4 separate regions of the Mus musculus genome follow, and regions 1, 3 and 4 are each linked to region 2. Evidence: chromatin contacts called from public ChIA-PET, HiCAR-type and HiChIP or PLAC-seq data. All regions are on one chromosome and are shown on one strand. Each heading gives the region's core, a stretch centred on a gene start, on an enhancer-like site or on the middle of the called end of the contact. The rest is flanking DNA. Distances are from core to core; before and after follow the strand shown. Region 1 holds the start of Rsrp1 (arginine/serine rich protein 1). Region 2 holds the start of Clic4 (chloride intracellular channel 4 (mitochondrial)). Region 3 has its middle 57 kb from the start of Syf2. Region 4 holds the start of Ifnlr1 (interferon lambda receptor 1).

Evidence for each region. ChIA-PET counts read pairs in DNA pulled down with a chosen protein or histone mark. HiCAR-type assays count read pairs that join an accessible place to other places. HiChIP or PLAC-seq counts read pairs in DNA pulled down with a chosen protein or histone mark.
Region 1: a contact with region 2 is called in an RNA polymerase II ChIA-PET map of effector CD8 T cells, with 273 read pairs. The contact joins the promoter of Rsrp1 here to the promoter of Clic4 in region 2. A contact is called at or near these places in 18 of 39 promoter capture datasets (the 3T3-L1 cell line, the C10 cell line, the HPC-7 cell line and 9 more), 1 of 15 datasets of contacts at CTCF or cohesin (the NIH/3T3 cell line), 10 of 484 Hi-C or Micro-C datasets (B cells, CD4 T cells, Sertoli cells and 6 more), 33 of 115 datasets of contacts at active chromatin or transcription factors (the 230-238 cell line, DN3 thymocytes, the NIH/3T3 cell line and 24 more) and 5 of 9 other capture datasets (adipose tissue, embryonic stem cells, liver and 2 more).
Region 3: a HiCAR-type map of astrocytes shows a contact between it and region 2, with 2.2 times the contacts expected there. The contact joins the enhancer-like site here to the promoter of Clic4 in region 2. A contact is called at or near these places in 1 of 39 promoter capture datasets (the 3T3-L1 cell line), 1 of 15 datasets of contacts at CTCF or cohesin (the NIH/3T3 cell line), 1 of 484 Hi-C or Micro-C datasets (bone marrow-derived macrophages) and 10 of 115 datasets of contacts at active chromatin or transcription factors (astrocytes, bone marrow-derived dendritic cells, bone marrow-derived macrophages and 5 more).
Region 4: a contact with region 2 is called in a FOXA1 HiChIP or PLAC-seq map of pancreatic cancer cells. The contact joins the promoter of Ifnlr1 here to the promoter of Clic4 in region 2. A contact is called at or near these places in 1 of 39 promoter capture datasets (hippocampal neurons), 1 of 115 datasets of contacts at active chromatin or transcription factors (pancreatic cancer cells) and 1 of 9 other capture datasets (liver).

The regions. Positions count from the first base shown.
Region 1 is chr4:134,922,279-134,928,781 of GRCm38.p6, forward strand. Rsrp1 (arginine/serine rich protein 1) reads left to right here and starts at 1,347. Exons shown (of 5, transcript NM_023665.3): 1 at 1,347-1,489; 2 at 1,597-2,204; 3 at 3,015-3,154; 4 at 4,457-4,540; 5 at 4,653-5,092. The coding sequence starts at 1,649. The coding sequence ends at 4,769.
Region 2 is chr4:135,271,213-135,277,426 of GRCm38.p6, forward strand. It overlaps Clic4 (chloride intracellular channel 4 (mitochondrial)), which reads right to left and starts at 1,548. Exons shown (of 6, transcript NM_013885.2): 1 at 1,306-1,548. The coding sequence starts at 1,377.
Region 3 is chr4:134,985,022-134,991,600 of GRCm38.p6, forward strand. No RefSeq gene overlaps it. Among named protein-coding and RNA genes, the nearest start is that of Syf2, 57 kb to the left of the region's middle. Within about 2 kb of position 1,455, at least 45 of the 459 cell types and tissues checked have an H3K27ac peak or open chromatin away from gene starts, as enhancers often do. A contact at or near this core is called in astrocytes and pancreatic cancer cells, where this site is marked.
Region 4 is chr4:135,684,736-135,691,831 of GRCm38.p6, forward strand. Ifnlr1 (interferon lambda receptor 1) reads left to right here and starts at 1,722. Exons shown (of 7, transcript NM_174851.3): 1 at 1,722-1,864; 2 at 5,787-5,910. The coding sequence starts at 1,807.

The DNA.
Region 1 (6,503 bases), core at 97-2,596, 350 kb before region 2:
ACAGTCGGCGCTCTCAACCACTGAGCTATCTCACCAGTCCCACAAGCATTCTTTATTGCTGAGCCATCCTGGTGGCCACAGTAAGGTTTTTATTTCTTCACTTTCGCTGTATATTGGGGAAGGAGGAGGAAGGAGGCACGAACAAAGAGTCCTTATTTCTGTCATCTCCCTCTAAAATCCAGAGCTTCTGTAAAACCCTGCCTAATTTCTAAGAACACCATCTCCCAATATTGAAATAGCTATTTCGTTCAGTGCTGTTCACTTACCCACAGTTTTCAAGGTCAGATATGCCTCATGACATTGAGTGTTTGGAATTTGCCCTGGAAATAAGATTAAATGTCCTGTCCTAATCACACTTGTCTTAGAACAGACCTATCGGGCTCAGGAAATGGCTTACTATTAAGAGCACTTGCTGCATTGCCTAGCACAAAGTCTGGGTTCCCAACACCCCCATACTTGGTGGCCCACAATGGCTCTGTCTTCGGTGGCATCCTGTACACACAAATTACTCTCTCTCTCTCTCTCTCACACACACACACACACACACACACACACACACACACACAATCAAGGATCACTGTTGCTCCTCAAAGGTCAACTGTGGTCGTTGGAATTCCTGTCTCGACCTCAAATTACCTTAATTAGCTCAAACAAGGCCGTTAAAGCAGCCTTTCTAAATTAAAACTATATCTTCGGGGTCCAGGGATACCCCTCCCAATCTCCACCATAGGAGGAGCCAAGAAGGGAAGCTGGGCAGCGGCTGGGGGAGGGAGGGGACGACACATGACCCGGGGACGACCGAGGCACGGGAACCGACTTGTCCTCTGTGTCCTTGATCCAGCTTTTGAGCCGGCTAAATTCTTTGCTACCCTCTCCTTTTCCCGAATTTCAAAATCGAAAGCAGGAAAGGAAGCCAAACTAAACCAAACCAAACCAAACAAAGAAAAACAAAGTTGGGCGTGGTGGCGCAGACCCCCTAGCTGAGAAGCAGAGACATGGGGATTGCCGCGAGTTCGAGGCGTGACAGGGGTACACAGCTAGCTCCTGTCTCAAAAAAAAACTCAAGATCCAAAAGCAGCCAAGGACCCCACAAACAAACAAACAAAAAACCCTGAAGTAAACAAATCCTCAAAATACCCGGATGTAGAAGGCGGGCGGGAGTGGGGGATGGGGAGGAGGCGCGGCCGTTGGTGGAGTGACAACTGACGCGCATGCGTGTCTCCAAGGCGCAGCCAACATCGCTTGGCGATTGGACGAGAGTGGGACCCGCCCTTTCGCACGGATGTCTGTGCGCATGCTCGGCGCCAGCTTCCAGTATTTTCGATGCTGACGTCGCCACTAAGCTCAGTCCCAGTCTGGACTTTGGCAGTGGAGGTTCCTGTGCTCTCCGGTCGCTGGAATCGGGAACCTCGCCCGCTTCGGTTCCTGGTCGCAGAGAAAGGTGCCCGCTTGGCCTCTCTCGCCCTCGCGAGCTCTTCATCCGTTTAAGGTGAGTGGGGCCGCTTGGTCAGGGACCGGTTCGCCCTGGGGTGTCGCGCACGCGCACTGGGCACTGCGCGCCCCACCTGGATGATAGACTCTTGACTTTCTCTGTAGTTCCTAGACGCCGTTGCGTTTGCGGACCGATCTCCGTTTTCAGAAGGGAGCCATGTCCTCGGCCGCCATGTCTAAATACGTGAACGACATGTGGCCCGGCTCTCCGCAGGAGAAAGCCTCGCCGTCCACCTCGGGCTCGGGCCGCTCCAGCCGCCTGTCGTCGCGCTCCCGCAGCCGCTCTTCGTCCCGCAGCTCCCGACGCGACTCCCGCAGCTCTAGCCGCTCGTCCTCGCGCAGCCACAGCCGGCCGCGGAGGAGCAGACGGTCCCGATCCCGGTCCCGCAGGCGCCACCAGCGCAAGTACAGGCGCTACTCACGCTCGTACTCACGCAGCCGGTCGCGCTCCCGCAGCCACCGCTATCACCGCGACAGCCGTTACGAGCGGCCGCGGAGGTACTACAAGTCGCCGTCGCCCTACCGCTCCCGGAGCAGGTCGCGCTCCCGCGGGAGGTCGCAGCACCGGTGGTCGTACTACGCGATCACTAGAGGGCGGCGCTACTACGGCTTCGGCCGGACGGTGTACCCCGAGGATCGCCCCAGGTGGAGGGAAAGATCCAGAACCAGGTCGCGCAGCAGGAGTAGAACCCCATTTCGCCTGAGTGAGAAAGGTGCGTTTTATCAGGTTGAGGTTTGTGCCCTTGGTGGGGGTGGTGTTGGGGATTGAGTTCTGGACGCTTATCACCGAGCCACCTCCCCAGCTCCTCCCCGCGTTTAACTTCCTCAGCGCGCTGTGAGTCAGCCAGGGAGTCATGTGGTTGAGCAGTTTAGCTGGGATTTCGTAAGATTAGGCCCAGGACATCTTAACATCTAGGCCTGCGTTTGTTTTGGTGCTGGAAGTCTTTTGAGATTTCTTGAAGTGAGAGAGAGTTTTTTGTTTAGTTAGTAGTTAGGTAGAATATAGTTTCTCACGTATTTCCTTTCACCTTGTGAGTAAAGTCCATGCCGGATGTGACCGGTGCAGTAACCTGAACTAAAGTCCATTTATGGCTGTGGTGGTCAAGAGAGAGGAGGCTCACTCTTTCCTACTAGCTGGGTGAAGTCAAAACACATTTTTTTTTTTCATGATTTACTCAAAAATGGGTTTTGACTGGCCTTTCTGTTAAGTAACATGGCAATTTGATGTTACAAAGTAGGTAAGTTTGAGCTTGTGTGCAGACTCTGTATCAAGATTAGTAGTCTAGATAACTGTGCTATAAAGTTTATCAAACACTTCAGTTTACAGAAATAAACATTTAAAGAAAAGGCAAAATAGGGCTGTTTGTCAGAACAAAACTAACTTGTTGAGGTAATTAAGGAAAGTTGGGTTTTTTTCCTCACTATAAAGGGATTTTTTTTAGAATTGCTTTACATATAAAGAGAAAAACATTGTTTTAGGAGAGGTACTTAGTAGAGGATAACGAATGTCTTAATGCCCTTAGATCGAATGGAGCTACTAGAAATAGCAAAAGCCAACGCAGCAAAAGCTCTGGGAACAGCCAACTTCGACTTGCCAGCAAGTCTCCGAGCCAAGGAGGCAAGCCAGGGGACAGCTGTTTCCAGCAGTGGGCCAAAGGTGGAGGTAAGTGCCTTCAGGAAGCTGCTGCCAGCATTTATTACCCTTTGCCAGTGAACACAACCCTCCTGGGGTTCTTTATATCATTTGTCCAGAACAAAACCTTAATCTGACAAGTATCAGCCTGTCTCACAGGAAACTGGGAGACGATGGACTACTTTCGTGTCGACACTTGGACACTTGGTTTGCTCTTTACACTACAGTAAAAACAGTACATTGTTGGTAATACTTTCTCTCCCTCTAGTCTCTAGAGACTGGAGTGTTGTCAGTAGTTTTCATGTACACCATTATGTTCCCAAGTCTGTGCTCAGCATACAGTATAGTTTATCTGCTTTATTTCTGTCTTATAGAAATCATGAATGTGGTCTCCAGACAGTGATGAAGAAAATCTGTTGGTAATTGATGATGGGTTCAAGTGTCAGAGTTTATGTTTACAGACTAAAGCTTAGCCATTGTTGAAGGGAGTTGGTGTGCATGCTAGAGTTTTGGGCTAGGGACTGTTTGTGTAAGGCAGTGACAGCTCAGCAGCCTAGAGGCACTGTCATGGTGGGCATCTGTGATCTAGACGTCCTTCACATGATATATGCAATATATTCCAGATGTTTTGAGAGATTACAGAAGAAGAGGCCTGCTTCCCTTGCAGATAAGTTTATTACGATTCTCCAGAACTACAGAGGGTGTGCATTGGCACACTGCAGTATATAAGTTAAACCTGGATCTTAAGGTTAATAATTTGGGCTGGGATGTAACTCAGTTGTAGAGAACTTTGTCAGGGTGCATAGTACCTGGGGTTAGCTCCCAGCACTGTGTAGACTGGGTTTAGTACCCCGCTCCTATGATCCCAGCACTTGGGAGGCTGTCCTTGGACAGCTAGGGGATAGATACAAGAGACTTGGTCTCAGAAACTGCTTTATAGAAACATAAGGTAAAAAATAACTATAATGAAGGTGGTTTGTCTGTCCATTGCTGAGACCTCAGGGGCTGCCTGGTCTTTGCTCAGGCAAAGAGGGGCTCCTTGATGAGTGGATTGCAAAAGCCTCACTTCTTTAGATGAAGCATTTTTTATTGTACTTACTCAAAATGAGGTATATCTACAACAGGAGTCGGGTATTCGTGGGGAACTGCGCCTCCCAAGTCATTCTGGCTAATTGGAAAACAGGCTTTTTTTGTTGATTAGCTCTTTAACTGTGACAATAGATGGAATTTGGTTTGTGTATCTACAGCTACATTTGTGTACGTTGGGCTTTTTTTTTTTAAATACAATATTTTAAAAGTTAAGGCTATGTTTAAAATTCTCTTCCTCTTTAGCATTCAGAAAAGCAGACTGAAGATGCAACTAAAAATACCAGTGAAAAGTCTTCTACACAAAGAAACATAGCCTTCAGCTCCAATGTAAGTGAACCCAAACATTATTCTTGAAAATTGGGTGTCCGGTATTTTATTATGTAGGCTTTGTGTGTGTGTTGATAACCTCTGAAGTTGATTTCAACTTACTGTCTTACAGAATTCCGTAGCAAAGCCACTGCAGAAAACAACTAAAGCTGCTGTTGAAGAGAAGTCTTCAGGATCACCAAAAATAGATAAGAAAAAAAGTCCTTACGGACTGTGGATACCTGTCTAAAGGAAAACTAAGGGCTGGGGTTGCCAAAACTGCACTTTACTGAGGGGTTTGTGTCCAGCATTAGATCGTCTGCCTGAGTGATCACAGCAGTAAATGTGATTAAAATCCATTACAGAAAGAGACTTAATGGGGACGTTCATGGTTGAGGTTTCTCTTGAAGATAGGAGGACACAGATGACCCAGAGAATTGCATACAGGTGGGAATCTTGTATATATCTGTAAGTATTGTATAGAATTGCTTATATACAAAGGTGAATTTTTTAAAGACACAGTTGTACACTGAATTTTGTATATTTGTTAATAAACTTTTTATTATTTGTCTTGATTTTTATGGATGTTGAATGTGTCTGTCTACATCTGAAGAAGAAACCTTCCTGAAAACAACACAGGGTTTATGAATTCATACTTTGACATTTGTGTGTTGCATTAGGGAGGTTGGACATTGGTTTCTTTTTTCTTTAAATGTGTATCCCCTCAGGGCTGGTATTGGAATATGCCCTAAGACTCCTCTTAATCATCTGTAACTCCAATTCTAGGGGACCCAGCGTTCTGTTCCATGGGATGTGTGACTCACATGTGGGCAAACTTGATACACATAAATAAAAGACTGACCTTTAAAAGACAGCATTAGTTGTGAATGGTAGTTTATGCTTTTGATTTTAACACTTGAAACAAGTAACAAGTAGACCCTTGAGGTTAAAGGCCAGTCTGATCTACATAGCAGGCTCTAGGACAGTGAGACTGTTAAACCCAAATCCCTCCTGTTGACAGTATCAAAAGATCTCATGCTTTAGAAATTAATGGCTTCAACTTGGCTACACTTTGAAAGTTCCCATTATCTTGTTTGGGAATTTGCCAATAAGCGATCCTTTAAAAAGAATATGAATTAGTAACCAACCAGATTAAGGAGAAGTTAGAATCGAGCTTGTCAGGATTGGCAGTGCTAGCATTGCTGTCACCCAAGAGACTGAAAACCCTGGTCTTAGTTTAGGGAGCTTCCACCCCAGGCGTGGTTAGGTCGTGAACACCAGGTGAGAACTCAACCTCCACCTCCCTGTTAGAGTTACAACCTACTAGTGGGTGCCTCAGGCAGGAGGATTTCACCCTGTAAGCTGAGCTTTGTCCAGCGTCTACTGAGAATAACAATATTCCCTACTGGGCAGAAAGTTTCCTGAGCTTTGCCAGGAAATGGGGATGAGAAAGTATTAAGTCTCAGTCCTCAAATGTGTTAAATTGACAGGAAAGCCAGCCTGTGTATTTGCATTTCCCAACAAATGAGCCACTGTCTATTTAAACACTAAATTCCCTGTCATCACAATTTGTAGTGTGACTAGCAGCTGCCTCTTAAGTACAAATAGTAGGCTGGGGATGTAGCTCAATTGGTTAGAATGCTTCCTGAGTTTCTGTGAACCCAGCATCAGTAACAGTATTTTAGCCCTTCTGGAGGCAGCCCAGGGGCCACATACACAAAGGCAAATTTGCTTTTCTTTTTTTCTTTTTGGGTTTTACTGTGCTTTGAGTAAGGATATACATAGCCATGGCTGTCCTGGAACTCATTGTAGATCAGGCTGGTCCTGAACTGGCCTTGAGATCCTCCTGCCTCGACTGTCCTTGTGCTGTTAGTAAAGGTATGAGCCACTGTGTCTGGTTAAGACCACCCAAAGAGTATAGGTGGCAAGAATGCCCCTATCTATCATTAGCATGCAATTGGACTCAGCATCCTTTGAAAACAAA
Region 2 (6,214 bases), core at 298-2,797:
AGGCAAACATTGTTACCACCCTGCAGATTTCTGCCTTCCATCTCTGGAACACATCCTTCGATAATTTCCGCTCTTTCAAATTAAAACTAAGAAAGGGCAGACTTTAGTACTGGATGCCTGTTGGACTTCTAGTGTTGCCAGTTTCGACCTAAGCCTGGATATTTAGTGGCTAACAGAACGAACGTCAGGGTTTCCAAGGAGGCTCAGTAAAGCAGGGGACCCAGATGTTTGTTGCGTTAACTTTTCCCTCCTTCGCTACGCCCCAAAAGGGAGAGGCGCGGAGAGCAGTCAGAGAAGCGTTTCTAGGCGAAGAAGGCAGCTCCAGGGTTTACAAACTGAGGAGGGCGAGAGGAATGAACCTTTTTAAGCCCGAGAGAGCGGAGAATTCAGGTTTTCTTTCAAACCAAACGGGCTTGCCTGCCGAGGTGGCAACAGCAAACGAAAGCGGCCAAAAGGTTGCATCATGTGAAAACAGGCGCGCTAGAGAAACAAGAAAACCAGATGGTGGTAAAACACCGGACAGGAAAACCCAAGTCGGGAATCTCTGTATTTTCCGGAAGCCTTGGGGCATCCACCCTTCTTTTCGCTTTTTCTTTTCTTTTCCTTTTTTTTTTTTTTTCTTCTTCTTTGCAGTTAGTTGCCTGGGTTTTGGGTGTGTGTCCGGAGGCTCACATTTGTAACCCAGGCTGGCCTCGAACTCGAGGGACTCCTCAAGCCTCTACTGCTGGGTCATAGCCGAGTCACCACGCCCGCATTAAAAAAATTCTCCCCTCCCCCATGCGGGAGGAGGGCTGGGATGAGGGTCCCTCCTATCCCAGGCTTGCCCTGGGTTTACTAAGCAGCCAAGGCTGGCTCTGAACTCGGGATCTTCCCTAGACCACTTTTCCCAACTGCTGGGTTTACGGCTCCCGGGTCCCTCCTCCCCTTTACTTTATTTAACATTGTATCAAAGTTAAAGTTTCAGTTTCACCCGGGCCAGGCGCTAGCGTTCCAGTAAGTTGGGTGAGCTATCAGCCCCGCGGCCCGAGGCTGGGGCTCGCGGCGGGGTGGGGTCGGACACGGCGAGGAGGGTGACAGTACCCACGCGGCGCAGCTGAGGCGCGTCCCGCCCTGCGGAGTCGCCTCCCTGTCGCCGCGCCCGCAGGGTCCGCCAAGGTCCCGCTGCGAGGCGGGAAGGCGCGGAGCCCAGACAATGGGAATGAGCGCGGGAGGTACGGCGCCGCCTCGGGCTGCGGGGATGCCGCGTGGGGGCGCTTCGGGGTGCGGGGACGTCAGCCCGCGTCGCTCGGGACGGTGAGCGCTCACCTTGACGAAGAGCTCGATGAGGGGCTCTTTGTCCTCCTCCTTCAGCCCGTTCAGGGGCATCGACAGCGCCATGGCCGGTTGGGCTGGGCTCCGCGGACGGCGGCTGCGGCTGTGGCTCCGGGGCTGCTGTGGCTGCGGGTTCCCGCCGCTCGCTCACTCGCTGGCTTGCTCGTTCGCTGGACAGTCCCGGCGTCTGGCTGCCCGTGGCCTCAGATCCTCAGCACCGCCTCACGCCTCGCGCGCGACTCTGAGGGGGTTGCGGTCCCGGCCGCTTCAAACCGCTGGGCGGAGCCCTATGGGCGGGGCGTGGGCGGAGCAGTGGCCAGGATCCTGCAGGGGTGGGGGGGAAATGGGCGGGCCACAGCTGGGGGCGTGGCCTCAGGCGAGGAAGACAGCGGAGCGCTCTAGCTTCCACGGACCGACCACTAGGGAGCCTGGAGGGCGCTGGGGGCGCGGCCTAGGCTGGGCAGCGCGGATTGGCCGGGAGGTCCCCCCGAAGCCACGCCCCTCAGGGGGTGGGCGGGGAAGGTCCCTGGAGCCGGAGCCTGACACCGCCTCTCTCCGCGGCGCAGCTGCTGCTGGTTGGGTGCCAAGTGACCTCATGCGGCGGCCCGCCTCGCGCCCTCTCCCCCGCTGCAGCCGCAGGGACTCATCGTCCCCTCCGGTTCCCGGGGCGGCGGCCTCCTCGGCTACTTCTGTTAGGCGCGGCCGCCTTTTCCTGGAAAACTTTTGCGAAAGTTTTCATGTCCTTAAGAACTTTTTAATCCTTCTGACCGCGGATCTCCTTTCGTGATCCTTCTCTATTTGAAATCAAGATACTCAAAAGTTCTTGTAAAGTCGTCCTGTGTCCCGGGCTCTGAATTAGGCCAAAACGGTGGGACAGCGTCCCGCTCCAGCACAACCCCAGTGCTTGAGGCAGCGCCTGACTCTGAAAACGTTATCCGTGCTGTTTTGCCCCACCTGGACCGATTCCTGTCTTCCGTTCACCTGGAGAAGTTTAATGAGTCACCTGAGTGCCACTCAGCGCGCAGGGGCGAGTACTTTACACCCTGAGGACAGGGGCCTGAGACACGCGGTCTACTGCGGAATTGCCGTCAGTGAATGTCACCTTTGGGAAATTTGCCTTCTGGTTTTCCTTAATCTGCTCATTCTGTGGTACCTCCCAGGCTAGGGTGATGAGTGAGTTGATTAGAAAGGCTAAATTGGGGGATGGAAGCGGGGTGTCATGGTTATCTCACATCCTCTGTGCCTAGTGTGGATCAGAGTGCTTCAACAAATTGGAATGATGTGTAAAAATGCAGTGCAACCTGCAACTACTTTATCCTCACTCAACCCCATCTCCAAGTTGCTAGATTCTGTGAGAAGGATGCTGTGCCCCAGCAATTAGATCCATCAATGCTCCGGAGTAAGGCTGTTTTAAGTTCACAGTTTGGCAGTGGCCTTAAACACCCTAAACCTCGGCCTGATTTGGTGACATATACGTGGCTCTCAGGTGATGGCTCAGGCAGGAGGGCTGAGAGTTTGAGGACAGTCTGGGTATATTGCAAGACTACCTCAAAATAATAATAATAATAATAATAATAATAATAATAATAATGGCAGTCAAGATGATTCAGCAGGTAAAAGCGTTTGCCTTGCAAGACTTCCAACCTGGATGTGATGTTGGGGCCATCTAAAGGTAGAAGGAGAAAACCAACTCCAGAAAGCTTACCTCTGACTTCTACAGAATGCCATCACACACACACACACACACACACACACACACACCAGGGTTTGGGTTTTGGTCTGCCTGTTTTTTTTCTCCACCTCCCAAGTACTAGGGTCAAAGGTGTCCACCACTGCAACCAACAATCACCGTATTTTTTTTTTTTTTTTTTTTTTGAGCCAGGGTTTCTCTATATACCCCTGGCTATCCTGGAACTCAATCGGTAGACCAGGCTGGACTGGAACTCAGAAATCCACCTGCCTCTGCCTCACAAATGCTGGGATTTAAAAGCATTGTGCTACAACTGCCCAGCACAGTAAAGTTTTAGTAGGTCAGCTGGAAGACTGTATGCCTAGCAGGCTCAAAGCCCTGGACTCAGTTCTCAGCACTGCCTAACTGAGTGTGGTGCCCCATGCCTGTCATCCCTGCACTCCAAAAGGGCAGGCAGGAAGATTAGGAGTTTAGGGTCATCCTTGGCTATAAAATGAGTTTGAAGCTAGCCTGGGCTACATTAAACCCTGCCTCAAAGTAACCAGAAACCTAAGACTTCCGTTCCGTATCTAGACTAGAGAGGGTGGTGTTGGTTACCGCCTTGTGTAATTAGGGAGGGCTGGGACCTCGTGGAGCCTCTGGCGTCCTGTCCACCCCTACAGGCAAAGCCAGCGCCATGTTCCACTCAGTGGCTAGCTAGTTTGTGGTAAAGTAAGAAAAGCCAGCAGGCTGTCCTGTGGAGCAAAGCTTAAACCAGAAACAAATAGAAGGGACAGCTGGACTCTGAACTGGGTCCCCTGTTAATTTTTCACAGAACTGTGAACAGATTAAAGTCCCCTCACAGTATAGCCTTTCCACCGTGATCCCAAATGGTAAATTCAAACAGACACACACTTAAAATGGCCCAGCAGAGCCTCAAAAGACTCCACATTGGCCCCAAGACTACTGGGTCCCAGTTAGGATTTATCCAAGTCATTTTGGGTCCCCAAATTACTCCCTCACATGTATCTGTGCTGGGCCCATGCTGGCTCCCAGCCACCAGCACAGAGATGGCCCACACAGGGAAACAATAGCAATGAAAGGGTCTTTCTGTCTCTTTGCTTAAATGGGAGGAAGCCTGTGACATTTTCCAAGTCCTGAGGTGGTCCAAGTCCTGCCCTTGCTCATCCGGACACCCTCAGGCACTGGCTCAGACCTGGAACCTGTGCTCAGGAACCTGGTCACAGTCATGCCTAGGGGTCTCAGTTTCTACTCTGATGCTCATGAGCATGGGAGCACAGACAGATCTGGGAGGAGGAGGAAGAGGAAGACGAAGAGGAGAGAAAGTGTTTATTCCGGGAGGTCCTACAGCACCTTGCTTCCAACTTTGAAAGGCAAGACGTTCCTGCCCTGTGCTCCTGGTTGTTTTTGTAACACAGAGAAAGCTTGAAGATGGGTGGAGGTGTGTTCTCCTTACACACCCCTCTGACCTCATTCCCACCTGCTCCCCCTTGTGTGCCCCACCCCAGCTGCAGCAGCTTCCTTTCTAGTCCTTGGACATCGCAAGCACACCGCTGCCTCAGGGCCTTTGCGCGTGCTCTCATCTCCCACTGAACCCTCTGTCTCCCAGAATTCCCACTCACTCACGTCCTTCAGATCTTTGCTCAAGATAGTAACTCCTTAGACATTCATTGGCTATCACCTATGCAAGCTGGGTACTGCCAGCACTCCTCCTCCAGCCTCTGCTTCCTTCTCTGTGAGTGTGTGTGTGTGTGTGTGTGTGTGTGTGTGTGTGTGTGTGTCTGTTCCTTGTATATAGTCCAAAGTGGCTTTAACCTGACACAGCCTATAATCATCACAGCCTATAATCATCTGAGAATACAGTCTCAACTCAATCGCCCAGGTCAGATCATCCTCCATGTCTATGCCTTGTCTATAAGGGTTTCCTTTGATTATTCACTGACGCAGGAGAACCAAGCTACTATGGCGGGCATCATCCCTCTGCAGGTGATCCTGGGCTGTATATGAAGCTAGCTAAGCATGATTGTGTGAGTGAGTGTCACAGTGAGTAAACCAGTAAGCATCTTTCCTGCATGGTTTCTTTTTATTCTTTTTTTTTTTTTCTGTTTTTTTTTTTTTTTTTTTTTTTTGAGACAGGGTTTCTCCGTATAGCCCTGGCTGTCCTGGAACTCACTCTGTAGACCAGGCTGGCCTCGAACTCAGAAATCTGCCTGCCTCTGCCTCCCAAGTGCTGGGATTAAAGGTGTGCGCCATCACTTCCCAGGTCCTCCATGGTTTCTGTTTGCTTCAAGCTCCTGCCTGAGGTCCCACCCTGACTCCCCTCGGTGAAGAACTGGGACCCAAAGGCTTGAGCTAAATAAATCCTTTCCTCCCCTAATTTGTTTTTGGCCTTGTTGTTTGATACATTGACAGAAAAGAAACCAATACATGTACATAGATCACCTCCTGGGAAGCAGTTTACTGAGTTTGGGTGATGACTCTATGCCTGAATATTCCTGGTGAGAGTGTACCCAGAATGCCTGAGTCCTGTAGTTGGGTGACTTTCCTGGGCAGACTTAAATGCCTAGTCACAGCTCAAATAGAGAGGGAGGAGACAGAACAAAGAAAGAGTCTGTCAAGTCCACCTTGGTGGATTCCTCAGTGTCCTGGGATACTCACTGGAGGATGGGTGACTCACAAGCAGCTGCCATCATGGAGAAGTCCCACCCCATGGGCTGGCCTCCATGAACTTCAGCATTTCGAAGATGACTACATGTCTGTCATCTAGGGCAAGAGGGAGTGGTGATTGGAATCTCAGGGGAGGGTCTGATGACCCTCCCCATCCCCAAGAGGGAATGTTAACAGCCCTGATACCTTAGGCTTAGCTAGCTGATATATGGGTTTGTTTGTTTCGTTGCTATGACAGCAGGCCAAGGTTTCTGTGGGTCAGCACAGCTGCTCTGCTCCATGACGGCCATGGTCACACCAAGCCTACAGGAAACAGCCATACTACAGTGTCATGTACCTGGGCACAGTGAGCATGACCCAACCATCAGGAGGCTTTGGTCTCCTCGAGCCTGAATCCCAGGACTTTAACAGCTGAGGCAGGAAAGCAGCAGCAGGCTCTAGGCCAGCCCAGGCTATATATACAGTGAGACCCTGTATCTAACAAGCAAGGGGAGGGGCCAGGAAGGGGCTCAGCTGTAAAGGCTGGGCAATTCGAGTTTGAGTCCC
Region 3 (6,579 bases), core at 205-2,704, 290 kb before region 2:
ATCTAGGTTTGAGTTCACAGCACCCACATGGTGGCTCATCTATACTGCCAGCTTCAGGGGACCTGATTCCCTCTTCTGACCTCACACACCGGGCATGTGTGTGGCATACTTACATACGTGCAGACAAAACACTCATGTACATAAAATAAAAACAAAAAACAAAAAAACTTAAAAAAAACGACTTGGGGGCTGGGGATATACCTTAGCCACGGGCTTGCCTAACAACACAAGGATCTCCACTCTGTCCCCAGTGCCGCACAAATATCTAATTTGGGAATGACTGGCCATTCTGATGCAGTTGTAAGACACAATGAAGAGACTGGGTGTATCTTACTCAGTCTCCCCCGAGGTAACATTATGCAAAATTATAAAAGAAAACAAAACTACAACAACAAAACAACAACAAAAACCCAGTTAAGATGCACAAGTCTGTGTCAGCAAGAACTCAGCCTGACAGCCATTAGCAAGCTTGGGGACAGGGGCCTTTACTGGCTGAGCCATCTTAATGGCCTTATGACCTTGAGTCTCTGATTCTCCTGCCTCTACCCTGCAGGGATGCCAGGTCTGAGCTCCCATGCCTGGCTCACTATGGTTTTAACTGAGGCCCTTGGCTCTTTTTCCACATGTGCTGTATCATGTTTGTCCTTTTAGTAAAACCCAGGTGGTTTTGGTGGGAGATGCAGGTCAAGCCCTGAGGTCTCTGCCTGAACCCTTCCTCATCCAGGGTTTTTTTTTTTTCCTTCTGGACATTTTCAGTGTAAGCCAAAGAGCTGCCTGGCGGGGACTGGGCCTTCTGTCCGCTCACCTGCTTCCTCTGCAGTGAATGAATCGAGGATGGTGTATTGAGGGACGGTTGGTGTATCTGGACGGATCCTGGTGTCCACAGAATGGAGGGTCTGATCACAGTTATCCCCAGCTCTGACTCAGAGGGACCAGAGGGCAAGGGGATCCAAGAGGCATGGAACACTGAGACAGGCTGAGGCCATTTCCCCTTTGGCTTACGGACAGCAGGCACACTGGAGACTTTCCTGGGCCACTGCCCTGATGACCTATATATATACCAGCTGCTTCACCGTCAGCTCAGGTTTAAGCATGGCCGACCCCTGGGCTTCCTCTGGGTGCTGTCCAGGCCTGACTCTGGCCCTGCCTGCTGTCTTCTCTGGACAGCGACTCAGCTCTAATGATCCCTGGCATAGCTGCCCAGCCCAGACTTATTATTTCCTTATTATTTCATTTAGAGCTCTTCATCTAATTAGCATCGGCCGAGGACAGGGCTGCTGTGGTTTTGCTGGAAGGGCTGAGCCACATTGGGTGACAGACTGGATCTCCTTCCAGTGGCAAAGCCTCCTCCACTGTGGGGTTCCCACGTTTACTTTGGCTCCGGGACTTTCTGAGTAATGCTCCCAAGCCGGACTCAGAGACCAGGAATTTGGGAGCTGCTGCTGCCTCTGAGGCCAAGGGTTGCTGGCAGTGGGCTGAGTCCTCTGCGGTGCCAGCCTGCCCTCTGTGGGGACTGGGGACAGCCTGGGGCTGCCTGGCATGGTGGGTCTGAGTGTCACAGAGCCTCCCTTTTGTCCCTGCCTCTTGCTTTGCTAATGCCTATTTATTTATTTAATATATGTATATGTGTGTGAGCATAAGTTTTTGTGTGTATCTCTGCATGTGGAAGCCAGAGGTTAACTCCTGGTGTTGTCCCCAGGTGTTGTCCACTTTGGTTATTGAGATGGGTTTTTTGTTGTTGTTGTTTGTTTTGTTTTTGTTTGGTTTGGTTTTGGTTTTTCGAGACAGGGTTTCTCTGTGTAGTCCTGGCTGTCCTGGAACTCAGTCTGTAGACCAGGCTGACCTCGAACTCAGAAATCCACCTGCCTCTGTCTCCTGAGTGCTGGGATTAAAGACGTGTGCCACCACTGCCCGGCGAGAATTTTTTTTTTTTTCTGGCCTGGACTTCACCAGTTTTTATATGGGTTTTAAGGATCCAATCCAGTTATCTCTTTAGCTTACTTATTATTAATATAATTGATTTTTGAATCAGGGTCTCACTCTGTTCTCAGACTGGCCTTGAACTTGTGGCCCTCCTGTTGCAGCCTCCTGAATGTTGAGATTCCAGGTGTGTGCTGCCACGCCCAGCTCCTTTGTGCTTTTGTGTCCTTGATGGCTTCAGGAGGCAGGTGAGCCTCTTTGTCTCCTGGCCCCTCAGTGGATCCCTGGCTGTGACAAATCTAACTTTATTTTCTCCTGTTCATTCTGCACCCGTGCTGACAAGATCACCGTGAAGGCTGAACTCTGACCCTATGGTCAGAAAGTTCCAGAATGTAGAATCTGAGAGAGACATTCATCTCAGGGACTCCTCGGGTGTCTCATGGGAAACATTTTCCCTCGGAGCCTCAGTTTCCCCATCTTGTAATAGGAAATAATAAGTAATTTAATAGATGCTAATTTTTCCTTCTTCCTCTCCTTTTCATTTGCATGTGTATGTGTTGGGCATATGTGTGGGCATACACGTGTGTGTGTGTGTGTGTGTGTGTGTGTATACACATGCATGCAAGGCCTGACACTGATTTTAAGAATCCTTCCCAGCTGCAGTCCTCACACTCACACAGCGAGGACTTTAACCAGTGTGCCATGTTCCCAGCTTCCAAACGCTCCTTAACCTCTTCCTTGGCCACACACTGTGATACGCCATCACCATCGATACACCGATCATGATACATACATGTACAGCCATGCCCACGCCCATTCTACAGACCTAGAAACTGAGTTCCAGAGATTATATGATCCTCCCAAAGTCACAGAATGGCAGAGACACTCTGGACTGTAGATTTCTGTGATGCTAAAGTTACTCCCTTCTGGAGTCGCTGAAGGGCAAGGGCGTCCCAGAAGACAGACTGTACTTGGACAAGCCTACAGCAAGAGCTCTACGGGAGGGAGTCTGTGAGCTCCTGGGAAGGTGGGTTCTGTGGGCACACTGTGGACAGAGGCTTACCGAGTATGAATGAAGGACTAGAAGGAAGAAACTGCGATCTGACAGGCTGCACCCTGTATCTGTCCTGCTGCAGGCTGCCCCTCTTCTGCGTGCCTTTGACATCACTGGAATGTCACAGCAGGAGAATTCTTTGCTCAGGGTCTGGCTAATGGTTGCTGGTAGAATCTTTTCCTGGAAACCAAACATTTAGCTTAGTTCTTGAGAGCTTGGGAAAGGGGAGGTGAAGAGTGACCATCCATACCACGGCTTGTCACCCCTGAGCATGGAGACCTTGCCCTTGGTTAGGAAGGTGAGCCAACGTCACCTGAACTCTAAGGAGCAGAAAGGGCATTTTTTTCCTAAATGGAGACACCGCAGTTCCTTCTTGAGACTCATCAATGTGCAGAGACTCATCCAGGCTCTGTTCTTGGAGGAATCACTTGTGGAGCACCTGACCACCCCCCAGCTCCATCCTCGGGTAAGAAGTTCTGAAGAGTCTGTAGGGAGGGTGGACATCCCGGTGTCTCTTAATTCCTTGGCCAGGAGGAGGATGGGAGACAGGGACAGGGACTCTGAGCTGTGTGCCCATGCCATGTCTCAGGTCACCTTGCCCTTCCTGAGAGAAGGATGGGTGGCTCAGACTTGGATGGGGACTCTGATTGGCTTTGAGGAAGCTCCGTTTTGGGGTACCACTCACGGGACCCAGTGTACAAAGTTACACGAAGCTGTTAACACTGGCTCCTCATGGCCAGGGATGTGGAGCGACTAATAAAAAGCACCTGGAGGGACTGGAGAGATGGCTCGGTGGTTAAGAGCACTTACTGTTCTTCTAGACGTCCTGAGTCCAATTCCCAGCAACCAATCACATGGTGGCTCACAGCAACCTGTAATGGTATCCGATGACCTCTTCTGGTGTATCTGAAGACAGCTGCAGTGTACTCATATATATAAAACAAATAATATCGAAAAAAAAAGAACCGGGGGTAGGGAAGGACTGGGGGTCTGTGGGTCCTGGGTGGGAGTAGGTCTGGGTGTCCGGGGCAGGCCTTTCTGGAGGGGGTTATGCTTGAGCTAGATCCAGATGCGAGGTGCCCTGCATCCCACATCCCCACCCCTATACACCACAGAGGTCACAACTTGTGCCCTTGGTGAAGGCCCGGGGTTGTTCTCCTGAACTGAAGTCAATTTGGAAATCCTGGAAGGCACAAGATGGGCAGCCAGGGCCCTGGGACAAGGAGGCAGCTGGATCCCAGAGCTGAGGTGTGGCCTTTAGCCAGCTTGGGAGGGACATTTGCCTTCTGTAACCTACTGTTTTGTTGAGGTCCCCATTAGAGATTCAGGGTATAGGACAGGCATAGGACTCAAGTCCCCAAACAGAGTCCCAATTGATAGAGACTGGTAAGGTCCTAATCCCAGCTGGGTCTCCAAAGAACCTGGGAATTTAAAACAGTGTGGCCTCTGGTGTACTCTGTTGACCACGTGGGTCAGAAGATGTGGGCTGGACCTGGGCTTTGCGTTCAAGGAAGACATTTTGGGGCTACCTATTCCTGGCATGCTTTCTGACTTGGGGCCATGGCTAGAGTGTGTGGTAGGGAACCTGAATAGCCCCTTCCATATACCTACCTGTACAGGCCTCTCATCCCCGGCCTCAGTGATTCTGACCCAGTGGGAAGCTGGCTCCCCAGACCCCACAGGCTTTTTTTCTAACGCAGGATCGGTTCTCTGGCCATTGAAACATCCTTCGTCCCATTGGGAGAGACTGGGACACGGGACTCGATTAAATGCAATTTTGAAAGTCATTTTTCTTAGCTCAGGAGCTTAGAAAACAATTCCTATGTTGGAATTATTCTAATGAGCCTGGCCTCACTTCAAAGGGGTTAATGTAATAAGAGGAGGAGACGGGGCTCCAATGGGGCCTAATTAGATTTTCTTTCCACACTCATTCTGCATTTGTTTTCTGAAGAGTGGTCAGGCCCGGGAGATCTGTGAGGGTCCAGCGTGCAGAGAGCTAAGAGCCAGGCTTGGCTAGAGAAGGGCCATCAGTCTCCCTGAGCCTGACAACTAAGATCCGCTCCCAGCAGGACTGTGCCACCACCTCTAGAGTCAACAGGGTTTGGGACCACATGGGGAGGGGTCTTGGGAGGACAGAGGGCTCCCTGGGCCAGCGAGTGGGATGGGTGGGGTGGGTCTGGAGCAGCGCTGCCTGCCTTTGGCTCTCTTCTTTCCCCAGTGGTGTGATCCAGAGGACGGGAACGTTCCTCTCTGCAGCTCCGAAATGCGCATGACACGATCATACCCATAAAACCGAGGCGCTAAAGATGCAGCACCTAGCACCTAACTTAGAGGTCCTAGGCAGCGTGAGAGCCCAGCACCAGAGCTTCATCCTCCTAAGAAATTCTCTTGACAAGAGGATGCTGCTATAGGCAAGCCTCACTTTGGGGATTCCAGTTTAAGTGGCTGAGAAGAGAGAGGTTGCTCACCGGGAAGGTATCTTTGAATATCTTAAGCAGCTGATGTCTATCACTGTTTACTTTAGGTGCACTTGAGCAATAGATAGTTAAATTCCCAAGGTGAAAAGTTCTTTCTCTAAGCAGGAAATAAAAGTTCTGAATGGTGAACCAGACTCAGCCCAGAGCGCCCCCAGCAGCGCTCTTCATAATCCCAATGGTGGGTCGTCCCTGCATGGGGTGCCCTGCCCTGCCCTTCTTGATGTTTCCTTATTCATCATTCAGCTTTTACCTTTTCCTTTTCCTCTGTTTTTAATAATTACACCCACTTATTTATTTATTGTCTAGGAGTGTGAACATGTCCACACCGCGCATGTGCAAGTGGGATGGTGCGCATGTGCAGGTGGGAGGACCGCTTGGGAAGGGCGGCCCTCTTTATACCACGTGGGTTCCTGGGACGGTGCTGTGATCTGCAGGCTCCGAAGCAAGCCTTGACACAGGTGAAGCACATTTGACCGCTGGTTGAAACCAAGGTGTGACTCCCTAGATGACAGGGTTCCTGTTCTTCCCGTTTTTTCCCCCATAGCTGAATTATTCCCCACAGGCCCATGTCTTGAGTACTCTGGTCCCAGCTTGTGACTCTGAAGGCTTTAGGAGGCAGGGCTTGACTAGGGGTAGCGGGTCACAAGGGGCATACATTTAAAGATTGGACCGGCTCTGGTTTCAGGCCTGTGTCTGCTGAAATACGAACAAGCCACTATTACGTGGTGCTCTTTCCTTCAGAGAACTGACCCATCTTGCCTCACCTGCTACAGTGGATGGAGCCATTTGGTTCTGCAACTGTGAGCCCAGACAAGCCCTTTCTCTGTCAGGTGGCTTCTGTCAGTGTTCTGTCCCGAGGACAAGAAAAGGATCCGATACACCACAGGACATCCCTTAGCTCAGTAAGCTTCAGTCTGTCCTGCTGGGATGAGGATGTTGCAGAGATTCGGCAGTGTGTGTAAAGCGCTGTGCACCTCATCTGGCTTGCTAGCAAGTGTTCCTTCAGCTCGTGTGGCCATCTGTGTTATATGTCACCTGGTTGGCTCTCTTTTAAAAATGCTATGCAGCAGTTTCCTCTAAGATTGAGACCTTCCATCTTGGAGGGAAGCTCCTTAAGTTCAGGAAGAG
Region 4 (7,096 bases), core at 472-2,971, 410 kb after region 2:
ATAATGGCCATTACTGTAGAGGGAGATGTCTAGATATTTCTCTCTATGATGTCTAGGAAGACATAGCTTTATCCAGCTTTTTGCTCCTTTTGTTTTAATTGAAACAAAGTCTTGAGTAGATCAGGCTAGCCTCAACTGAATCCCTATAAAGCTGAGAAGCAGTGGTCTTCACTTCAAAATAAGAGTCCTGGGACTCCGAATTCGTTTGGTCTTCATTTCAGAATAAGGGTCCTGGAGCCCCAGCAGAGAATCAGTTTGTGTTGAGAACTTGCAAAGTAGAGTCAGCCCAGAGAAAAGGCAAACATGTTTGGGGCACCAAATGTGACACAAAAATGGTTTTTATGCCCCTAATCTCATTTCTCGGCTCTCTTTGGTTCCCATTGGCTGAATTCTTCAGGGAGCTAAAATCTACCTGCTGTCTAGTATTGTCCCCTTCCGGAATTCCTTATCTAAATGGTACAGGACACAAACCTTTCCTTTTCTGATATGTGAGCTTACAGGCGGGCAGACTACCTGTAACTTTCAACCCTAGAACACACTGACAATACCTAGAGAAGCAGACACCAGCTGCTAGGCAGAGGAAAAAGGGGCCTAGAGCCCCTCCACCATCTCTGACGAGCCCTAAACACACCTTATACTGAAAATGGATCATAATGATTGATTTCTTACATAGCCAAGGTTAACCTTGAACTCCTGGTCCCCCAACCTCTATCAACCCAGGGCTGGGATTGCAGGTGTGTACCTTAAAAAGCTCATAATTTTAGGATGTGTTTTTGTGCTTCTCGAATGTAGTTTAAAAAATCCCAGACACCTCTTGTTGTGCTGGGCCTGAACAGAGCAGAGTTTAAAAAAAAAATCAAATCAAAATAACTCGAGTTAAAGTTGGGTCCCCAGACAGAAACTAAGCTGTCTATTGAATCCCCCAGGAGATCAAGAGAAACCTGAGCTAATGGCCTGCTTTCCAAAAGTCCAGCTTTTGTTCTTTTTCTATCTTGTATGTATTCTGCAACAATTCCATAGAGATATCAATGTACCTATGTGGTATCCACCCCAACTCCCCATTCGCACTCCGTGCAGGCAAAATGCAGAAGATGAAGTCCATAACCCTTAATCCTTACACACAAAAGGACACACACACACACACACACACACACACACACACACACACACACACGTTGTTGTCCTAGCCTTGTCCCGACTCTACCTATAAGGAGAGTAATTTAGAAAGATCCCGCTTCCCCTTCCGTGGTTTCGCAGGTTTCTGGTTTCGGCCCTTCTGTTTACAAAACCAGCGTTTCCCACTTGGCTAGTTAGAATGGTTTGTGTGGTGGAATGAAGTGTCCCCTGCTCCAGGATAGAAAACAAAGCCTGAAGCGATGTCCTTTCTGGTTAGTAGCGACACAGACCGCGTTGCAGCTTAGGACAGCCTCCTCCAAGCTTTTACCGCGATGTAGGCGGGGAGTAACAAGCCTGCCGGGAATTCCTGCAGAAACTCAGTAAGAAACTCGCAAGACAGGCTGGGTGCCATCCCCCGCTCCGCCTGCAAAACGGGAGTCTTGCCAGTCTCCTCGAACTCTACCCTAGGTGCTATTTACTCCTCAACGGAACCCCAGAACTGGATTTCTTGTCTGATTTTTAAAAAATGTTACTGAGAGCCCCGCCCCCACCCACGGCAGGCGACGCGGGGCAGCCCTAGGTGAATCCCCACCGGTGGCACCGCCGGAGGCTCCTCCTCCCTGGGCCGCCGCCCTTGTCACCTGCCGCCCAGGGGCCTTGCGGCGGGCGGCGGGGACCCCAGGGACCGAAATGTGGCGGGCCGACCGGTGGGCGCCCCTACTCCTGTTCCTGTTGCAGAGCGCCCTAGGTAAGTACGGACCGCGGGGACCGCGGGGACCGCGAAGATGTGCCACCCACCCGAGGTCCCGAGAGGGGACTTGGTGCTGGGCCTCAGGGATTCTGTACACTTGCCGCGGGTTTGCTTGGTCCCAGAGTGAAACAATCCTGAGCTTGGACGGCCTTTTCTGGACGAAAGGATCCCGGTTTCCTTATTCCAGGCAGGGCCGGGAGTTCCAGGCACAGACACCGGAAAGCGTTGACTGTATTTGTTGACCGAATCCCAGAGTGCATACCTGATTGACACTTTTAATAGGGGACATACAGGAGCTGCCGGGATCCAGCTCTGGTTGATCTGGTCCCTGCTAGGAGACTCTTTAACGGGGCATTTTCTCTCTTTGTCTTTCATCTGGTAAGACAGCGGGGCACAGAATACCCGAGGCCAGGACCCAAGCACCGAACCCCAATTTTCCACTCATCAACTTCCCCAGGGAGGAAGCCATGGGCATACTTCAGAGTCCTAGACGCAGTCAAAGGAGCAGGAAGGGTTCTTAGAGCCGATAAACAATCATAAACGTTCATATTATTTTTGGTTGCTTCTTTGTCCTGGCCACTGTGTTCTCCTTAAGGTTTTCAACCCAGCTGCTCTAAGTGGTAGACAGTCATCATTTTTAAGTGAGGGAAACTGAGGCTCAGAGCACTTCATAGGTTGCTTTAGAAGTACCCCAGAGGGGCACACACAGGGCAGAGGAATAAGGCTGAGCCCTAGGTTTGCCCATGACCAGTGCTGCCCCTGCCCTGAGCGAGCTCACAGCTCTGTAGCAGTGTTTTTGAGTTAACGAGGGTCTTGGGGGACACGGGATTATGTTCCATCCCTGACACAAACTGGTTTAGTTAACATTGATCTCTGAGCCGTGTCTCTTTGATGATGGCTGTGGGTAACACCTTGCCCCAAGGGGTAGTCTGTCCTGAGGACTGAATGACATTTTATACAGTGCTATACCAGTCCCTGGAACCCTTGAAGACTCTGTGAAGTGTGGCAACTCTGAACTGTGACTTTCCCCATGTGGCCAAGCTCAAACTTTGGGCCTGTCCTGCTCATGGATGGCTCACGGATGGCTTAAAACTAAGGGGCTTACATACAGAGTGGCCTCTTGCTAGACAAACTGGAAGCTGGGTTTAACTGCGGTGTCTCAATTATGCACCTTCAGGGCACAGGACAGGAGAGAAAAAGACACCCACATCTGGGGTCAAAAATGAGGGGGCAGCCCTGGCGTGAGCTTGAGCTGAGAGAATCATGTAGACTTGGGCTTACCTTGCCTGGTGCCTAAAAAAAAAAAAAAAAATGTATGGGTCTCCATGGTGACCCACGTGACTGAATTCTCCCTGTGACCATGAGCTCCCGTGGGGCAGAAGATGAAGCCATTTCCTTCTGTTCCCTGGTACACAGAGGAAGATAGGAAGCATGGGTTAAAGCTGGTCGGGTGTGGTTGTTCCTGCGTGTATTCCTAGTACCCAAGAGGCTGAGTTAAGAGATTACCGCACATTTGAGCTAGCCTAGACTAAGCTGTTTGTCTCTCCCATAGTCAAAAGGGGACTGGTGAGATGGCTCTGAAGGTAAGCGTTCCTGACATTCAATGGACAGAATCTACACGTTAGAAGGAAAGAACCAATGTTTGCAAAGTGAGCTTTTGCCTCCACATAGACACCATAGCGTGCATCACACACATGATAAATAAATGTAAAAGGTGATTAAAGCAGGTGGTGGTGGCACACGCCTTTAATCCAGCACTAGGGAGACACAGGCAGGTGGATCTCTGAGGCCCAGGTCAGAACTACACAGATACACAGAGAGACTAAAACAAACCTGCTTAAAAAAAAAAAACAAACAAAACAAAAAACAACAAACAAACAACAACAACAAAAAAAAAAAACAGACTAAGACTGAGCCCCAGGAGAAACCAGAAGAGGAGGTAAGCTCAGAGCTCACACCTGACAGTTGGCTTGATCTAGATTTGAGCATCTAAGAGGGTCTTGGTTTCCCCACCTTTCCTGGGAAGCTCATAGAAGGCTCACAAGTGCTCAGCTCAGCTAACAGCAAGTTACAGCCAGATACAAAGGGTCTGTTGCTACTTTGTTGCTATCATGAGTGTCGCCTCTTAGAAGTAGCAAGGTAGGCTACCTGGAGGAAGTGCCATTTGAGTAGAATCTTTCAAAGATTAGATGGTGAACTCCAGGCAACCTAAGAAAAGACATCTAAATGATGGTTCCCACAGCTTCGCCAGCCTATTGGGAGCTGCAGAAGATGTTAGACAGGTGGTCAGGCCACCCAGACAAGTCATCAAACACCTGGATAAGAGGTGGGAACTTTATTCTTAAGGCAAGGAGACAGTAGGAAGCCTGGGCACGAAGCAAGCAGCTGAGGTAATAAGTAACATAGCTAGTTATTTGAGAAAGAAGCAATAGGGTTGGAGAGATGGCTCAGCAGTTAAGAGCACTGACTGCTCTTCCAGAGGTCCTGAGTTCAAATCCCAGCAACCATATGGTGGCTCACAACCATCTGTAATGAGATCTGATGCTTTCTTCTGGTGCATCTGAAGACATCGACAGTTTACCTACATATAATAAATAAATCTTTGGGCCAGAGCTATCGAGGCTGGAGTGAGAAGGGGGAAGAAAAAAAAAAAAAAGAAGCAGTAGGCAGAACTACACTCTTCTCTCAGACCAAGGAAAGGTAGCCAGGGAACATGCCACAGAGAAACAATGCCATCAAAGGAGTGTGAGGGAAGCCAAGGGGATGGCCAGATGTTGGGAACACCATGTGCAAAGGCTCAGAGCAGGGAGCAAACCACAGGGTTCCCGAAGAGCCACTGGAAAAGGAGGAGGAATGGGGAAGAGGGACAGCCATACTGGGAAGCCTCTTGGAGGTTTCGATAAAGGGTGGACGGGTAACCTAGAATTCCAGCAAGAGGGAATGGTAGAGTGTCCATCCATCCTGGTCCTCAGCAGGCACTGTAAGGGAGCTGACCATGGTGGTTTTCACAGTGAATTAATTCCCTTTTCATTGCTAGAGGAAAGATGGGTTGGGACTCAGGGTTTCAGAGGGTCTAGGGCCCAACGTGCTGAGAAAGGCAAGGCAGAGTGGCTTTTCGCTATAGAAGCCGGAATGTGTGGTGAGGGTTGCTCGTCTGGGCTGGACCCAAAGCAGAGAGAATGGGCTGGATCAAGGGTTTGGATATAATGCTCAAAGGCTCACTCCTATCCCACCAGTTAGGTCCCACCTCCTATGGGCTCCACGGCTTTCAAAATGGTAGCTTAGAGCTTCGGGCCAACCATTTAAACCATGAGTCTGTGGGAGGCATTTCAAGTTGAAACCAGGACACGTAGGATATGTCTTGTGTTTGGCAGAACGCCTAGGACCCAGTTGTCCAGTCCACAACCAGGTAGGTGCTCCTTACAGAAGAAATCTGTTTATCCTGGCATGTCTTCCTTGGCTCTCGTCTGACTGGCAGGCATTAGGCTCACCGGAAGGACCTCAACACATGTACCATGGCATACACATATGTGTCACACATGCACACACACACACATGTACATGCACACACACGTTCACTAATAATAAATTCAAAGTTAAAAAACATAAGAAGGAAAACAGAATGCTTGTTCCAAGAATCTTCTGGAATTCAGGAACGGTATGTGGCCATTCGTTGGCTCCTGGCCCATGGCAATCGGGTGGAACCCACCCTCAGGTGCCAGAGTTCTCGTGGCACAGATGGGACACTGAGGGCTGGGGACGAGAAGGGGCTGCCATTCAGCAGCTGGCCGGTGCTGCTTCCTCATAGGTGCCAAGGAAGTGAACACCTGTCATGCCTCTCATTCTTCAGCTATTTGTACCCGTGCCAAGGTTGGCCAAGAGCTCCAGGTAAAGTTTATGACCTCCTTCTCTTCCACAGGAAGGCCCCGTCTAGCCCCACCCAGAAACGTGACACTCTTCTCCCAGAACTTCACTGTTTACCTGACATGGCTTCCGGGGCTTGGGAGCCCCCCAAATGTGACCTATTTCGTGACCTACCAAAGGTATAGGGGAGCCTCTGTGCTGGTGGGTGGGGAGAGGGAGGAGTGGGTGGGGAGAGGGAGGAGTGGGTGGGGAGATGAGGAGTGGGTGGGGAGACGAGGAGTGGGTGGGGAGATGAGGAGTGGGTGGGGAGAGGGAGGAGTGGGTGGGGAGAGGGAGGAGTGGGTGGGGAGACGAGGAGTGGGTGGGGAGATGGAGGAGTGGGTAAAGATGGAGGAGCGCCCCTGGGCTATCTGCTTTCCATGTGGTCAGCATCCAGAAGTTCTCTGGGTCACTGAAAGGGGCTTGTGGCGAGTCCTTGCGAGGAGGGGGAGCTTTTTTCTTACTCACTTTACACCGTGAGGGAGGAGGGGCTTTGGGTGGAGGTTAGAGGTGGTGGGTGGTGGGATGGAGAGCCATAGGCTTGCTGGAGATAGGGTGAGTCTCTGTGGAGAGTTGGAGTAGGGCCTGAGTGGAGCGGTGAGGGCCAAGTCACCAGGGGACGGAAATACCTGGTGTCTGTATTAGTCACTCTTCTGTTGCTGTGATAAAAACACCACAACCAAGGCGACTTATGGAAGAAAGGGTTTATTTCAGCGCGTAGGTCCAGAGCCCACAGTGGAGGAAGCATGGTGGCAAGGGGCTGGAATAGGAAGCTGTAAGATGACAGCTTCAACAGAATGTGAAGAGAGGCTAGAAACTTTCCAAGGCCCACCCCAGTGATGTCCTTCTGCCAGCAAGGCGGTGCCACCTCCCCAAAGAGTGCCACCAACTGGGGCCCAAATGCTCAAAGGCCTGTGCTGAGGAGGGACATTTTTCACTCAAGCCACTAAAAAGATTGTTCTAGCCGATGGGTGAGGGCGAAGAAGTGGCCAAAGGTCTGGTCCTGCTCCCTGTAGAGCCCAGTCATTGAGCTGGACAGAGCTACTGGGTTTCTTATGACCTTGGAAGCCCAGGCTGCTACTACTAGGCTGGAGGAATCCGAAAAGGGAAGCCCATCTGCCATCTTTCAGTAATGATCGGCTACACCCAACTTAAATCCTTCTTTCGTTTCCCATTCCCTTCCCTTCCCTTCCCTTCCCTTCCCTTCCCTTCCCTTCCCTTCCCTTCCCTTCCCTTCCCTTCCCTTCCCTTCCCTTCCCTTCCCTTCCCTTCCCTTCCCTTCCCCTTTCCCTTCCCCTTCCCTTCTTCCCCCCTTCCCCTTCCCCT